Linked DNA regions of Drosophila melanogaster: region 2 is linked to region 1. The links are chromatin contacts, called in public Hi-C maps. All regions are on one chromosome and are shown on one strand. The core of a region is the stretch at or near the end of the contact, and the rest is flanking DNA. Distances in the headings are between cores, read along the strand shown. Region 1 overlaps zormin (zormin,). Region 2 overlaps Svil (Supervillin).

Region 1 (4,739 bases), core at 787-3,286:
TTTGGCATTCTTTTCCCTGGCGAGGGTCACAAGTTTGTCAGTAGCCAGTGGAACAGCAGTGGCAGCAGCAATAGCAATGCCAAGCCAATCCAAAATGGACGTCACTCCCCATATCCATTGAAACTTCCCCCCGGAAATGAGCTGGTGATTCCTGTTCAACACGAGAGATCCGCTCAAGGATATAGTTCAGATAACGAGGTGCAGCGAAGAAGTCAGACCAGGAACTGGTCGACTACCAAGCCAATGGCCCCACGAACTATCAACAGCCACAAGCGCTATAGCCTGCCCAGTGGCCACAGCCTCGACATCCATCTGGATCGCCTGCATGCCCAGGCACCTCGGTTGCCTCCGGATCAGATGATCCGCACAGGTACTGAAGCAATCAAAAATCGGAAAGCTGTCATCAGATGAAAGCCATCAATCAGAACGGCTTACCGCTATCGATGTTGTCAATTAGTCTAGGACAAGTTTATGTTGTGATCGCGATTGTCGCTGGCTCAGAGATATGAACTAAACTAGTTAATCAAAACTAATTAATTAAAAATAGTTCATATCTTTTGAGCCTTTAAAAAAGGCAATTGTGGCTTTGTGCCCTTGTGATTAACACCCAAAATGTCATCGCCTGTGTAAATAGGCAGGTCCTGTTGTTCTAACCACCAAAATTCGAAAAAAGCATGCTAACCCGATGAAATTCAGCTTGCCGCCTTGTTTTTGCATGAAATTTGCGTTTGTTTGCGTTTTATGTGTTTAAACTTTAAAGTGAATCGTACGTCGGAGTGTTTGTGTTTCGTGCTTGCCGCGTGCTAATCCCACTAATGGATGCGCTTTGAAAACGCTGAGCCAGAGATTCTAATGGTTTTCCCACACTTCAGTGCCGGAGCTGCCCAATACGGAACCCGTCAATGCGCATCTGAGTCGCGATGAGCTGGCACAAAGGCAGCCATTATTCATAACGGTAAGCCAGAGTCATTAACCCACCACGACCCACGACGTGTCCAACCGGGAATACTGAAACCCCACAATTTCTCTCCCAATTCCTCGCACTTCGCTCCGCCGCGGATAAATGGACAGCCGCTGAAAGACATCGCGGTCGGAGTTGGAGGCACGGCGCGCTTCGAGTGCATTGTGCAGGCTCATCCGCAGCCGCAGGTCAACTGGACGCACAACGGCGGTCTTTTGGAGTCGGGTAGCAGGCACTGCATCGAGTACCGGAACGGCGTGTGCCGGCTAACCCTGCCGCAGGCCTATCCGGGTGAGTACGGCGGACAAGCTGGTCAGCCAAAGGTGCACAGAACCAAATTGTGGGCACTATTTACATGGAGTATCTAAGACCTGCAGCTAACTGTGAACCAGCTGTGCTTTTGTTATATGAAGCTACTATCATTATAAAGTTAGCTGAAAGTGCAATCCTTGAGATACTGATAGATTGAGATACATTTCATGTGCAATTTCCCCAACGCTAGAGTTCTACACAATTTCGTTCTGTGTACAATCAAATCGGGCCAGCTCATTAATCGTTCTACCTTCTCTATTCCTCGCTTCCTCCTGAATGAATGGTTGGCATCCTCTGGAATGGCTCGGAATCCGGCAGATGACAACGGCAGCTACGCCTGCACCGCCATCAATCCTCTGGGAGCGGCCACCACCAGCGGAAATTTGACCGTTTCGAGCACAAACCGCGGCTTTAGATACTAAACTTGTTTAAATGCAACTATTATTATTATTATTATTTGCTTTATGATTTGTTCAATGCCAAAGTTTCGCCTTATTGTGTGTATGTATTTATTGCGCCCCCGCGTCACTTATTCGTCTTGTGGGCTGATGATGGACTTACAAAATGTCGCCCAAAACAACCCATTATACATGCATACAACAAAGGAATATAGTATTACTTGTGTTTTTGTCGAAAATGAAATAAACAAATATTTAAACGAAAAGGAACGTTTTTCATGGGATTTTTCCTGCTTTTCCTTACTCAGCTGATCGTGAAAAGCTCAATGGTGGCGCTCTCTACATTTGGGATCGAACCATAATTTTCGAAAAAGCTGGGTACGCATATTCGAAAAAGCTTTCGAAATCTTAAGACGTTAGATGGCGCCAATATCGTGGATATTAGAATATTAAAAAAGTAGGATACAATTTTAAAAAATATAGCACATTAGCCACCATTTCGAAAATTAAAACTTAAAGCCAAATAAGATTAATTACACTATATAGTGTATTTTTATTTTAATCGATCCCTTAGATCTTTTAATTCACCAGATTGATTTTGACATTAATTTTGTTTTGCTTTGATCTCTTTTCAAGATTAATTTTCACTTTATATAGCAAAGAACTTTTCAAATTAGATTTCTAAATGAATTACAGAATTTTAAAGTCCCATTTATCATGTTAAGCTCTTAGTCCATCAATTAATTTCAGTCATTTGCTTTTCATTACTCATTGCCATATAAATGTTTTAACTAGGCCAAAAAACTACATTTAAAATCGGGTCAGAAAGTGATTAAAAAAAAATTTGAAAGGCATCATCTGAACAAATGTTTGGATATGTGTGGAATAAAATATTTTGAGTGGGCGGCTGACAGTCCGAACGTTTCGCTTTTGCTGCTCGCAGATGATTTATTTGCCTTTCGGCAAATGTTTATTTATCTAATTTTCTCGGCATTTTCTTTTTTGTCGCGATCGCTTGCCAAGAAAATCACTGGCGAGTAAAACGCGCGAAATGCGAAATATTCAACGAAACAAAAGGGGCATCGCTGAAACTCGGACAGGCCAGACATAAACACTCTCGGCTGTCAAGGTAATTGAGTACACATGGGCCCAGTATATGTAGGCCTTTGCGAGTCCTTGACACTGACACCAAACACAAATCACCGGCAGTGTTGCCAACTAGTGCAACATGGCAGAAAGTAGCCAGGGCAAATAGGATTTAATGCTTTTTTGTTAATTATGCAAATAATATTGAAACTATGTCCTTGGGTTCAATGATCCTTGGGTTCAATGAAACATAATTCTTAAATTAATTTTCTTGGGAAAACCAACTATCTTATCATATCATAGCCAAAACTAGATGGACACCAACACAGAGCCTGACTTTGCCACTCACTTTGGGGCATATGACACACTTCTGCCGTTTCTGCCGTTGATTAGTCGCCAGTGGCTGGTGGGTGGGTGGTCTCTGGCTGACTGGGTGTTTTGGGGGGTTCAAGGTCCTCCTCCTCCTCCTCCTCCTCCTCGCCTGCCAATCTGCCAATTCTAATTGTGTGCTTAGTGCCTGGCCAGAGTGTTCGAGTCATTAGGCAGCGGTCCAAGAAACAAATTAGATCCTACTCAGAGGCCAAATGCAGGCACTCATTGAGTCATTTGCAGCATCATCATGGCCAGTTCTTAGTGCATCTTTTACGAAAATATAATGGCGCGGTAATTTCGATGAGATCGGATTTTGAATGCGAACATATGGCCAGATATTGCACCTTAATGATTCAGAAAATTGCTTACCGCACCGATAAAACGCTGTCAGATGTATGTATGTGCATATATTATGAAACTATGTCAAAATAAAATTCGAAGCGAAAATATGAAAAACATCTCGCGTGTGGCGTTCTTCAATGCGAAACTGAAATATTCGGGCCGTGTCCGGCTGTTTAGTATATATTTTTTTTTTTTCATTCGTTGTACCTTTTTATTTTTTTATTTGGCACATTCGCAAAATTTCCCTCGTTGTAGAGCAAACACAAATTCTGTGTATCGTGTGGCAAATATTTTGCCAGTGCGAATAGGTAAATGTTATTTCGCCAGATTCCAATACCCAAAGCCAAACATTAACGCTTCTACGAATGCGTTTTTAAACTGCCTGGATTTTGGGCACCAGTGCCAGAATATGTGCTACATTTTGACCACCAAAGTGTCCCATCCACATTTTTTTGTGATGAGTCTTTGCCGCAGCTACAAAAACATTCGCATTGTGTTTTTTTTCCCAGCTCTGTGTTTTCCTAAATTAATTGGGTAATTTTCTTAAAATAGCAAATGAACTCAGCGCAACAAGTCACAAACCAATTTTCCTTTGCCACTTCAGAAATTCGTTCATATTTTCTTAGTTTTTCCTTGTTTTGTTCAGAAATTTGTGGATGAGGAAACAATTTGGTGATCCATTAGATGGGATCTTTCTGTGGGATCCAGTTGAGTGGTTTATTATGATATTATATCAAATTGGTCAGGGACATGACAAAGGCGTGGTCACACTTTATATAAATGCATAATAATCTAGATTCTTTAGCATCGTAACAGACCTAATGAGCTGCTTACTAAGTATATCCTTATGCTAACTACGTAGTACCGACGAAATATAGATATTATTTGTCTAATACGATTAATATTTTTCTGGCAGAGGTTTCCGTATGACCGCCGGCGCACTTGCCGCAAATAAATTTTAATAAGACTGTTTCCGCTTTGGTTTCAGTCAAATTTTTTGGGCTGGCACGACAATCTATAGGCACATTAGCCAAACGTATAAACATATACATATATGTTTATAAACTGGAAAAGAGCCAAAGGCATTCGAATCCGATACTATAAAGTAGTTGGGATGCTCGTAAAATTGTTTTCCTCACACCCACGGCCAGCAGAAAAATGTAATAAACCAGCAGCAGTTCGAGAGAGAGAACTAGAGGAATTGGCCCAAAACTGCGCAGATGTTGGCCAAAACCATTTAGCACTTCAGTTCGCAAACATGAAAACAT
Region 2 (4,671 bases), core at 569-3,068, 290 kb before region 1:
TCCCTGGTGCAATTTATTTATTTAGCTCAAAAGTATTTAGTATCCCACACTTATTTGACGTACTCTTCTACAAAAATTTAACACGGGATTCTACATTTTGTAAAGCGCCACCTATCTCTGAAAAAGCACAAACAACTAGCAAAGACACAAGCCAACAGAAACAGCTTTTCTTTCAAATAATTAACGCTTCTCTGAAAGTAAATGATTTTGATTGAACTTAAAGTAACATCTGAAAATTCTGTAAAAATATTTGAGCAAATTTGCAATAATATATTAGCGATAATCCATTTTAGCGGCGGCAACAACATTTAAATAACATATTCCTTACGATTGGCGAATTTTGATTTTTTATTACGAAATGTGTTAGTCAATCATGAAAAATTAAATGGGGCAGGAATAGGAAACTCAAACTACACACAAATATAAATAAATCAAAAGCATTAGCAACGCAGTAATGGAAACTAAAACAAAAAGTTGTCAGAATCGTAGATTGTTTTTTTAAATAACATTTTATTAATATTTTGCATTTGCTTCATGGCTCCTGCTTCCATTTGTCTGGTAAATTATATAAACATTTAAATTATAGCGAAATAATGAATGCTACGTAAGAAATGGTTCGCTGTCAAACTTAAACTATTAAATTTTGAGCTGAAAATATACAAAGAGATTTTAGAAAATATGTTATCATTAGTAGATGGTAAATTTCATTTGTCTTAGTTCATTGGTAAATTATTTTCGAATTTCTCGTTCATGTGCTTAACATTATTTTGGAGAGTACATATGGTGGATTAAGTATTTAATTGAATAATTAATAGAGCATTATTAAGTAAACGTATAAAAATCATTGGCACAAGTTGCAGTCAAATTAACAATTAATTAAGAAGGAAAACGAGGAAACTGTGTTAAAGAACTAATTTGTTTTTACCACGGTTAGATAGCATTGATGAATGGTATAATTTTCGTTTGCAATTGCACAGTGGGTTTTAAAAAAAATATAATATGCATAACTTTCGATTCGTATAGTATATGTAAATTGCACTTAGCATAAAAGTTGAGAATACTTTTGGTTCTGCGAAATAAAAGCTAGTTTAAACATAAATGTACACAATTGTATATAACCTAGACTAATTACTGTAAGTGGAAATTTTAAGTGCACTTTGTGGCTAATTTATAAAAAATCATAATTTTCTCTCTTTCCAGTTTCAACCATAATTACAACAAACAATATAACAGCAACAACAGTCGGGCCATAAACGGCGCACTCAGGTGAGAGCAATTGCAATAATGATAATCACACCAATTACGATCAGGCACAAAGTGAGCAAATCGTTCGGTGTAATCAGGCCCACAGTGCAGGCGACAAATACGTGCTCGAGTGTAGTCCAACCGCCCCGCGTTGCACCACCAACTGCTGCAGCTGCCTCTGCCGCCGCCGCCTGTGGTGCCACAGTTCGCACCTCGCCAAAAACGGAAAGAGCCTTGCAGCTGGTGGACGGCCGTTCATCATCATTAGCGGGATTCGCCGGAAGTCCTTTGCACCGACGACGATGTGTCTGGGTCTCAGTTACACTGTTTTCCTCTTCATCTACCTTCTCTTCACTGCCTGCCTGCATCTCCTCGTCGCCTTCATCGTCGTTGTTCATCGATTTAATGGCTTCGTTGAGTGACTCTGATTTAATTACTGGCTCCACTTGCGTTTCGTAATTCACTTTTAGTTCGGAAATGCTCAGGTTAAGTTGTGGCGTTTCGTAAACGATGCTCTTGCGCCGTGTGAACGGCATTACGGAGTCGCTATCGTCAAGTTCTAGTTCCTCCAGCTGGTCATATGAAATTTCGTTAAGTCCAGTGGCGTTAAGTTCTGTGGCATCAAGATCTATGCTGTCCAACTCGTTATAGGTTTCGTTAAATTGGCATTCGCTCTTTTGTTCGTCGTCAAGTCGACTTTCGTCAAGTTCTGTGTTCTCAAGTTCTAATTCGTCTAACTCGTCAAATGAAGCCTCAAGCATTCTGTCTATGATTTCCGATTCGTCCAGTTCCGTTTCGTCTAGTTTAAAGTGCATCTCATCAAATGCAGATTCGTTAAGTAAGCTTTCGTTAACCTCAATTATAGCGGAACTTAAGCCATCTATTTCATCTGTCGCTATTCGTTGCAGCGCCTCAGTGGTTACATTGTAAACCTCTTGACTCAGACTAACAGTTTCATTCAGGTTCAATTCTTGAACTACAGATACCAATTCTCCGCTACTCTCTCTAGCAATATTTAAAGTGCCCCCACTAAGACTATCGTTAAGTTCTATTTCTTCCCGTAGACTCTCCTCTAGCTCTTCTTCTGTGGGTAAAGGTGGAAAGTCTTCTGTGTTCAAACGATCAGCATCTCTTAAGCACTCCGTGTCCGTCTGCTCCTCATCCGTTGATTCCGAAGCACTAATGGAAACCTCGGATACGTAATGCTCCCTCACTTGAAATCGACTATTGTAAGCGGTCTGCAGTTCCAGGGAGGAATTCGCATGGTTAGCCAGGGGATAATCCGTGAGACTAACATTCCCAGAGTCCGGATTGGACGAGGTCTCTTCCAGAGAACTCAAAGAATCGAATTGAGTTAAAGCAACATTAGCTGCTCCTTCCGGCAGGAGACTTGCCTCTTCATTGCGATCCATTACTATGCGAATCTTGCTGGCATAAATCCTATTGAAGTTCGGCGACAACTTTAGCGTGGACTCCACCTCCTCGTGATCCTGCTCCGGAATCGTCTCTAGCTTATAACTATGGCTACTACAAGTGCTAGCATTATCGTTAGAGGTTGGATGGGTGGTTGAGGCTGAGGTGGAGGTGCTAGTAGTAACATCAAGTTGAACATTCATAACGGGATTAGTAGCGCAATTAGCTGAATCGAGCTGGGCGGGATTAGTAGTATTGGCATTGGCATTGGCAGTATCATTGGCGTTGGCGGAATCGGAATCAGGCGAACTCGGGGCCTCAGTGGTGGCGGGATCATCTCCGTTACCTGTGGCATTATGCGTCTGCCGACTGCGACGCTGCTGTTTCGGTTGCTCCTCGATGCCAAAAATGGCGGCCAGCTCCTCGCTCGAGTTGTACTGTGAAGGTGAGGATGTGGAGGAGCAGGAAGCTCCCCGCTCCCGGTTCCTGCCCCTCCGATCACCCACTGGCGTCAACTGGAGGGGTGGTGGCGATACCGACGGGGCGGATGGCTTGGACTCCACACTCGGATTAGTAGTGCTACTGATCGTGTTGCTCTGGCTCGTGCTCATCGTATTGGTGCTAATGGTGGTGCTCTGCGGTGTGGACTGCACCTCGTACGAGGTGGTGCTAAAGGTCTTGATCGGATCGGTGCTTGGTGCATGGCAATCACTGCTCTGCGACTTGATGTAGTCGCTGGAGGAATATGGATTGAAAGAGGTGATGCTCGAGGAGAGCGGACGGCTGGCGCGCGAAGGACTCGACGACTTGGCCAAACAGTCGCTGCTTGAGCTGAACGAACTGGCGGTGGTGCTCACATTGGGTGGGAAGCTCCCGCTGCCACTTCCACTCGTCAGACTGGGGGCAGTGGTGCGCTGATCATCGGTGGTCGTGGTTGAGCTGCTGCTCTTCGCCTGACGCTCGCACTCCTGCATGATCTTGTCAATCTCCTCGAGCGTCTGGCTCTTGGCTTGGGTCTCTGGAACGGGACAAACGAGAGTGGCATCAGCGGCTGCTCCACCCGTTGCGTTGGTGGTGCTGTTGCTCATATTACAGGTGGCCAGGTTGTCGTAGTCCGGATTATTGGCCAGTTCGCTCAACTGCCGCATGCATCGTCTGGCAATGTGCTCGATCTTGTCGGATTGTATGGGATCTAGTTTCTTGATAAGATGCGGCATCACCAGCTGTTCTCCGCCTGGTCCAGTCTTTGTGGTCTGCCTCACTTGGAGGGCCTCCTGAACTACCACCGGTGGTTCTGTGGTCACAATGTCCTTGAGGATCTTCTCACAGACCGCATTAGCAGCTTCGGACACCTCATCGATAGCTCGTATGAGTTTGCCCTCCTTATGTAGCTTCCTGAGGGGCTTATCCTGAGGTTCCTGACCCTCCTGTCCCGCATCTGGCAGAGTTTCGAGCAGCATTTGGCCACAACGTTTGGCTGCCTCGGAGACAGCTTCTATCTGCTGCAGTTCATCCTCTAATCTCTGTTGTTCGGCATTCAACTTTGGTCTCGCAGCTGTAATCAATGCCTCCTTGCGAAGTTCATGGAGTTCCTGACTCAGCTTAATGCTGCTGGCCTGCGCATCCTGGGCAATCTTGTTGAGAGCATCATCTAGCATGGGTTCAGGAGTCAGACTCTTTCGGGGAGCTGGCACAGGCGCTGCCTTGGGTATTTCCTCTTTGGACAACCGTTCTGGCAGTTGGGCAATAGCTCCTCCCTGACTGGGATGTCTAAACGGTATGGGGTGATGCTTTCTAGCCAAATCCAGTTCCTCATCCTGAGCTTTCAACTTTCGGAGAAGATCCAGTGTGGCGGGTACATCTTTGGTATCACTGCCATCCTCACCCTGCAGATTGGACATGCTGCCAGCTCTTTCCAGGTTGCGAGTCAGCTCCATGTAGCTCTTAAGATCTCCACCAGATGGCTTGGCAGCGTCTCTTTGGATCAGATTGTATATGTTGGCCGATTGGGTT

The links. Hi-C and Micro-C count contacts between places; a contact is called where the count stands out from the background.
Region 2: a contact with region 1 is called in a Hi-C map of the Kc167 cell line, with 1.7 times the contacts expected there.

Annotation. Positions count from the first base shown.
Region 1 is chr3L:2,119,813-2,124,551 of dm6, reverse strand. All of the region lies in intron 15 of zormin (zormin,), which reads left to right. Among named protein-coding and RNA genes, the nearest start is that of sls, 6.6 kb to the right of the region's middle.
Region 2 is chr3L:2,404,933-2,409,603 of dm6, reverse strand. Svil (Supervillin) reads right to left here. Exons shown (of 19, transcript NM_001299990.1): 2 at 3,005-4,671. Among named protein-coding and RNA genes, the nearest start is that of CG32299, 16 kb to the right of the region's middle.